Linked DNA regions of Mus musculus: region 1 is linked to region 2. Evidence: chromatin contacts called from public capture Hi-C data. All regions are on one chromosome and are shown on one strand. The core of a region is the stretch at or near the end of the contact, and the rest is flanking DNA. Distances in the headings are between cores, read along the strand shown.

What was found. Capture Hi-C pulls out chosen DNA fragments and counts their contacts.
Region 1: a capture Hi-C map of embryonic stem cells shows a contact between it and region 2, with 4 times the contacts expected there. The contact joins two enhancer-like sites. A contact is called at or near these places in 1 of 115 datasets of contacts at active chromatin or transcription factors (embryonic stem cells) and 1 of 9 other capture datasets (embryonic stem cells).

What each region holds. Positions count from the first base shown.
Region 1 is chr14:12,105,771-12,109,037 of GRCm38.p6, forward strand. All of the region lies in intron 6 of Ptprg (protein tyrosine phosphatase, receptor type, G), which reads left to right. Among named protein-coding and RNA genes, the nearest start is that of 3830406C13Rik, 180 kb to the right of the region's middle. Within about 2 kb of position 1,846, at least 18 of the 459 cell types and tissues checked have an H3K27ac peak or open chromatin away from gene starts, as enhancers often do. A contact at or near this core is called in embryonic stem cells, where this site is marked.
Region 2 is chr14:11,479,818-11,483,001 of GRCm38.p6, forward strand. No RefSeq gene overlaps it. Among named protein-coding and RNA genes, the nearest start is that of Ptprg, 72 kb to the right of the region's middle. Within about 2 kb of position 1,819, at least 3 of the 459 cell types and tissues checked have an H3K27ac peak or open chromatin away from gene starts, as enhancers often do. A contact at or near this core is called in embryonic stem cells, where this site is marked.

The sequences.
Region 1 (3,267 bases), core at 596-3,095, 630 kb after region 2:
AGGCCAGGAAGAGTCCCTGTTTCATAAAACAAGATGAATGTTGCCTAATGAGTGACATCAAGACTGACATCAAGCCTCTACATGCAAACATTCACAGACATCCACAGAAACATAAACACACGTACACACACAAATATAAAAAAGGGCATACTTTGTTGAACTGTCTACTGCTAGGAAATTAGGATGACTTGTTTCTTAACTCCCTGGTTCGACATTCTAGACTCTGGGAATTGGGTCCATATAATGGACCTAACGTGATAGAGTTATTTTAAGGATCAAATCACTTAAAGTTGCAACAGGACCTCTGCATGTATTGAATGCTGTGAAAGTGTTTTGGTGTGTAAATAGGATATTGTGTAACATAAAATATAGCCCAGGATGTCTTTTTTAGAATCTCTTGTAGAAGATACTGTAGTTTTGTTGACTTTAGTACATTTACTTTCTACTGGGATTCTTGTAGTTTCTGCCAGGTACCTAGACTTCTGATATATGGAAGTTATGCTGTGTCTACACTGAATATTCTGTGTGAGTAGTGTAAGACGGTCAAACTGTGGGAAGAATGTGGCTCCAGGCATATAGCTGTGTCTGGTGGGTGGCTCAAAGCCTTGAAGGCCACCAGCAATGTCTTGGGAGCTGTGGTGGAAGCTACTGAGGAAATGAGGCAAATCAATAGCAAGACCTCGATAGCTTTAAGATATCTGTAAGTGCAATGAAGAGGGCTGTCTCCATTTTAAGTTCAGGTCTTCTCTGAAGATGCAGATAAAAGCTAGAACCCTCTCTGATTTATAAAGAAAGGCTTATAATCTTAGAAGTCTGGTAGGGTGGATAATAAGATGATTCCATTTAGTCCAGAGAATGACATTCATTTGCTGTATTTTCAGTTTTAAATGAGTATGTTTATTAAATATACAGTAAGCCAAAGTAACAGAACAAATAGCAAGTGATAGAAGGCAGATGATAGCTAGATGGTTAAGTGCTCAATAAATTGATAGATGATTGGTAGGTAGGTAGATAGATAGATAGCTGATAGATAGATAATAGGTAGCTGATAGATAGTTAAGTAGATAGATACTGACCTAGACGATAATGACAGGTAATTATAGATAGGTGACTGATAGGTAGATGATAGATAGTTAAATGTTAGATAGATTGATACATGATTGATAAATAGATGATAGATAATTAAGTATAATTATAAATGGGTGATTATATGATGATAGCTAGCTAGGTGATGGATAGTTAGAAAGAAAGGAAAGAAGAAAGAGAGAGAAAGAAGGTAGTTACATGATAATAGATGAATAGATAGACAGATACATAGATAGCAAAACATTGTCAGTCAGGTACATAAAAACATGCAGCATAGCTGACTGAGGAAGCCCCCATTGAAGCAGTCAGCTGGAGTTCCTAACAGAGAGTGTCTGGCAGAACAGAGTGGTCCCTTATTTTTTATTTTTTATTTTATTTTTTTCTAAATTCTCGGGGCTGGAGAAATATCTCAGTGGTTAAGAGTACTGACTTCCAAAGGTCCTGAGTCAATTCCCAGCAACCACATGGTGGCTCATTGTTGCGAGCCATCCAGCGGCTCACAAGGCAGGTACACCTGAATAGCAGGCCGCCGCTGAAAAAGAGGGAAACTAGGGAAAAAGATGAAACCAAGACAGTGTTCTGATCAAGGTTCAAATTTTTAATGGCAGACACGCTTTATAAAAGAGTGGGGGGCAGGGGAGGGGGTCCATTCCCGCCAATTCATCCTTGGAGCCTGGAATCAGCTGCAGGTGATGACTACCGATAGGGCGTAGTCTCCGGAATAGCTCCAGGGCCTCTCAGCAGGTAGCAGTACCTTGAAGTAGAACAGCAGCAGTGGCAGAACAATAGAGTGATCTAGGGAGGAAGGCTCCACCCAGGTCAAGTTCCGGCTTAGCCTGCTTCAGGCTTATAGGAGGCTACAGCTCATAACCTTCTGTAACAGGATCTGACGCCCTTGACTGCTGTAGCTGGAGACAATTTTACTTACATAAAACAAATAAGTAAATCTAAATTTTAAAAGATAAAGAGAGAAGGGGTACTAAAAAAAAAGAGGAAAGGATAATAAAAATTTTCTCCTAGGAGATATTACTGTTATAGTGATTTTACAGTTTAGAGGCATCCAAGAAAAAGAACAAATAACAACAGAAAGGCAACATCATCAGCTTAGACCCTCTTAGCATCTAACAGAAACCATCGGGGTAGGCTGAGGCAGGGTAGGAGTTCTCAGATGAACATTTTACCCACAGGTGATCTTTCCCTAACTGAACATACCCTGGCTAGACTTCCATCTGTCTTCTCTCCCCCACAGTTATGCTGTAGGATAGACACTGGTGTCCTCCACGACACAGTGCATGTACAAATAAGAAGGCTTAGAGGACACTTGATCAACACATGAGCCGGAAGGGGGCAACACCCAGCCCACGTCTACAGCCAGCTTCCTTCTTCGTGAGCTGAAGCAGCACTCTGCAGTTTTCTCGTTTGCTTTTCTGTGCTACCCAAAAGCAACTTAGGGGAGGAAAGAGTTCATTTGGCCTACACTGTAGATCATAATTCATCGTTGCAGGAAGTCAGGGCAGAAACCTTGGAGGACCACTGCTGCTGGGCTGGGTTACTCTTCCTCATGTGTACTGGTTTTCTTGTATAGTCTAGACCTACCTGGCCTCCCATAGCTGTAATCAGTCAAAAAACAGCACCTCACAGACATGGCCACAATTCATCCACTACATTCTTCCTGCCTACCTCAGCATCTATAGGGCAGCTTTGCATGCCCTAAAATGTCCCATCCCTCCAGTTTTCATCTAATTTGTTTTAGGTCCTGCAGTTGGTCGGAGCTGAGTCGTTCCTGGCATTCAGATGCCTGGCTTCACTTCCCAGGACAGCTTCTTTGAAGCTGTTTAACCGCAGATAGATTCCACCTTGCAGCATGCACTACATTCTACACAGAGCTATTGTCTGGATCATTGTATCAGTTTATTGTTACTCTTTATTCCAGGATCATTGTATCAGTTTATTGTTACTCTTTATTTGAGTACGGGTCCTCTCACCTCTTTTCTCTCTACTCCATCTGTCCCTGTCTCTGTCTCTCTCTCTGTCTCTCTCTCTCTCTCTCTCTCTCTCTCTCTCTCTCTCTGTGTGTGTGTGTGTGTGTGTGTGTGTGTGTGTGTGTGTGTGTGTGAGACACTTGTTCTCTCTCTCCCTTTCTTTCTTCCTTCTAAGCCTCTTTCTATGGCCAATATTTTT
Region 2 (3,184 bases), core at 569-3,068:
CAGCCACTGCTCCTCGAAGTGAGGAAATTTGGGGTCAGGGCCACATTCTCTGCAGGTGCCACAGATAGAATCAGAGCATTTCAACCAGCTAGCTGCCAAAGTCCTTTCTCTTAAGTCTGATCCTGTGACTCCAACATGAAAGTGAGCAAAGGGGTCTCAGAAAGACTGGTGTCAGCAAAATCATCCTGAGAAGCAGGGGCTATGAAAGGCCTGTGGTGCCAATAAGCCAACTGATGCCTGTGGTGCCAATACAGCCAACTGGGGTCCTTCCCTGTGCAGGACCAGGCAGCTTCCCTCTGCCTGAATAAATAACAACTGCCTTAGAACCATCAGCCCCATGCCCCCCATTCCCTCCCCAATATGTTTGAATAATAGTAAAACCTGGTGTGGTTATGCAGTTTTTCAACTAAATGAATATTCAAGGAGTTTTACTCTGTGAGAAACACCAAACTTAGTGTGGGATCCTTTTTGGTCTGTTGGAAGAAGATTTAACTTACAAGTTTGACTATTAAGAATCTCGGGAGGCAGAGGCAGGCAGATTTCTGAGTTTGAGACCAGCCTGGTCTACAAAGTGAGTTCCAGGACATCCAGGGCTAAACAGAGAAACCCTGTCTCAAAAGAAAGAAAGAAAGAAAGAAAGAAAGAAAGAAAGAAAGAAAGAAAGAAAGAAAGGAAGGAAGGAAGGAAGGAAGAAAGAAAGGGAAAGGAAAGGAAAGGAAAGAAAAGAAAAGAAAAGAAAAGAAAGGAAAAGAAAAGAAAAGAAAAGAAAAGAAAAGAAAAGAAAAGAAAAGAAAAGAAAAGAGAATAAGGTTAAGCCAGGCATGGGATCCATGCCTATAGTTCCAGGACTTCAGAAGTGGAGGCAGGAGGATGATGAGTTCCAAGCTAATTCTGAATTACATAGTGAGACCCAATCTCAGCAAACCGAATAATTAACCCCCCAAAAATGTGGTTTAAAAACTACATCTTTATTAAAAACTTTTGACATTATTTCCAACAATATTATTAAATTTTGATTAATTCTCATCACTTTCCTACTGTGAAAATCAAATGTCCGTTATGCCTAAGCATTCAACATATTAAAAACATCAATCCAAGTGTGATATTAAAGGAGACCACGCATGCCCATGTTCTGAGGTGTCAGAATAACAGTTCCCAAAGATATCCACATTTTTAATCCCTGGAATTTGTGACTTTGTCACCTCAGAGGGAAAAGGGTTTTCGCAGATGTGGATGTGTGATTTCTGATATAGGTCAAACATGAGATGGCCTGGTACATCCAGCATGATCGTGCCCTTTCTCTCCAGGAGAACTGGAGAGGAAAACGGAGGCTCGGGGATGGGTATGTGCACCCTCCAGAATGGAGAAAATCTCTCCCAGTGTTGCCCAGTAGAAGGCGTCCCTACACACAGCTGGATTTAATCTCAGTGAGTTTGGACTTCCAGAATCATGATGTAGGTTTGTGTAGCTTTACCTCACGACCTGTGTGATAATTTGTTACAACAGTGCTAAGAAACTTCCAGACCAACCTATCTAAATCACATAATAATCCCATTGTCAATTCTGACTGAACGCTATGATATAACATGGCATCGTTCTTAAAAAGAAATAGCTGGGAAGATGGTGCAGTGTGTAACACCACCCCCACCCGCTGACCACCGCACTTGCTGCCCAAACTGATGCAGTGGGGTACATCCAAGCATCTGTAATCCCAGCCAGCTCTCCTGTGAGAAAGATGCCAGGCAGAGATAAGAGGATCAGCCAGAACTCGCTGACTAACCTGGACTACACTGCACAGCGGCAGAAACAAGAGACCTGGTCTCAACAAGTTTGGCAGGTGAGAACTGACTCCTGAAATTTGTCCTCTAACAGCCACACACAGTACGTTATTTTATTTATTTTAAGGAGCTGTGGCCTTTTTTATCATTAATCTCCAAGAAAACGTAACCTGTCCTCTTGTGACAGTAAGAGGAAGAAATGAGACGGAAGGTGAGACCTGGACCTTTCTGAGAATCTGCAGCACCATTTATAAACATGAGGATTTGGCAATTCAAAGGCTGTTGTAGCTCTATGCGCACCGTGCTGCCTCGGGGTTCACGTTCATGACAAAAACACATTCTCTTAAACTGAAATCAGACAGAACAACAGAATTTGGATCGCCTCAAATCTTGTTTCCAATCTCAAGAAAATCATAAAGGGGGAAAGTCGCTGTTGGCAGATCACTTACAAATAGGTCGTCTCCCACTCACTCCCTAGAGCGCAGCGACAACGGCGGCGTGATAGAGCCTAGGCTGCTCCGCTGTCTGCTCCAAGACTCAGCCTTTAAAACTCAATCTTGACCGTCTAAAGTTAGAGGCAGAGATGCTGCTAAATGTTATGTGATGCCCAGGCTAGTCCCCACAGGAAAGAACTCTTCACAAAATATCACATTTCCCAGGTGAAGATTCCCTGGAGTTCCTCTCAAAGATACCTTTCCAGTTAATGAAGCAGCAGAGCTCACACTCCCACCCGGCCCCGCCCATTACTGGAATGAGGAGAGAGCCTGGGGTCATGATCTATGTCCATCAAACCAGAACTGTGGAGACAGAAGCCGGTGATTGTCATGAATTTAAGGGAAGCTTGGGCTCCAGAGTAAGTTCCAGGCTAGCTAAGAGCCAGACATCTGAAATTGTTTTGTTTTGCTTTTTCCTTGAATATTTTCTTTATTTACTTTTCAAATGTTTTCCCCTTTCCACATCTCCCCTTTAGAAATCCCCTACCCCATCCCCCCTGCCCCTGCCTCTATGAGGGTGCTCCTCCACTCCCCCACTCCCATCCTCCTGCCCTGGCATTACCCTACACTGGGCATTGAACACCCTCAGGCCCGAGGGCCTCTCCTCCTACAGATGACCAACAAGGCCATTCTCTGCCACATATGTGGCCAGCGTCATGGGTCGCTCCATGTGTATTCTTTGGTTGGCGGTCCAGTCCCCGGGAGCTCAGGGGGGGGGGGGGGGGGTCTGGCTTCTTGACACCATTGCTCCCTCCATGGGTCTGCAAATCCCCTCAGCTCCTTCAGTCCTTTCTCCATCTCCTCCATCCGGGACTCCCGAGCTCAGTTCAATGGTTGGCTGGGAGCTTCCTCCTGTAGTTGTCAGGCTCTGGCAGAGCCTCTCCGGTAACAACCACATCAGGCTTCCATCAG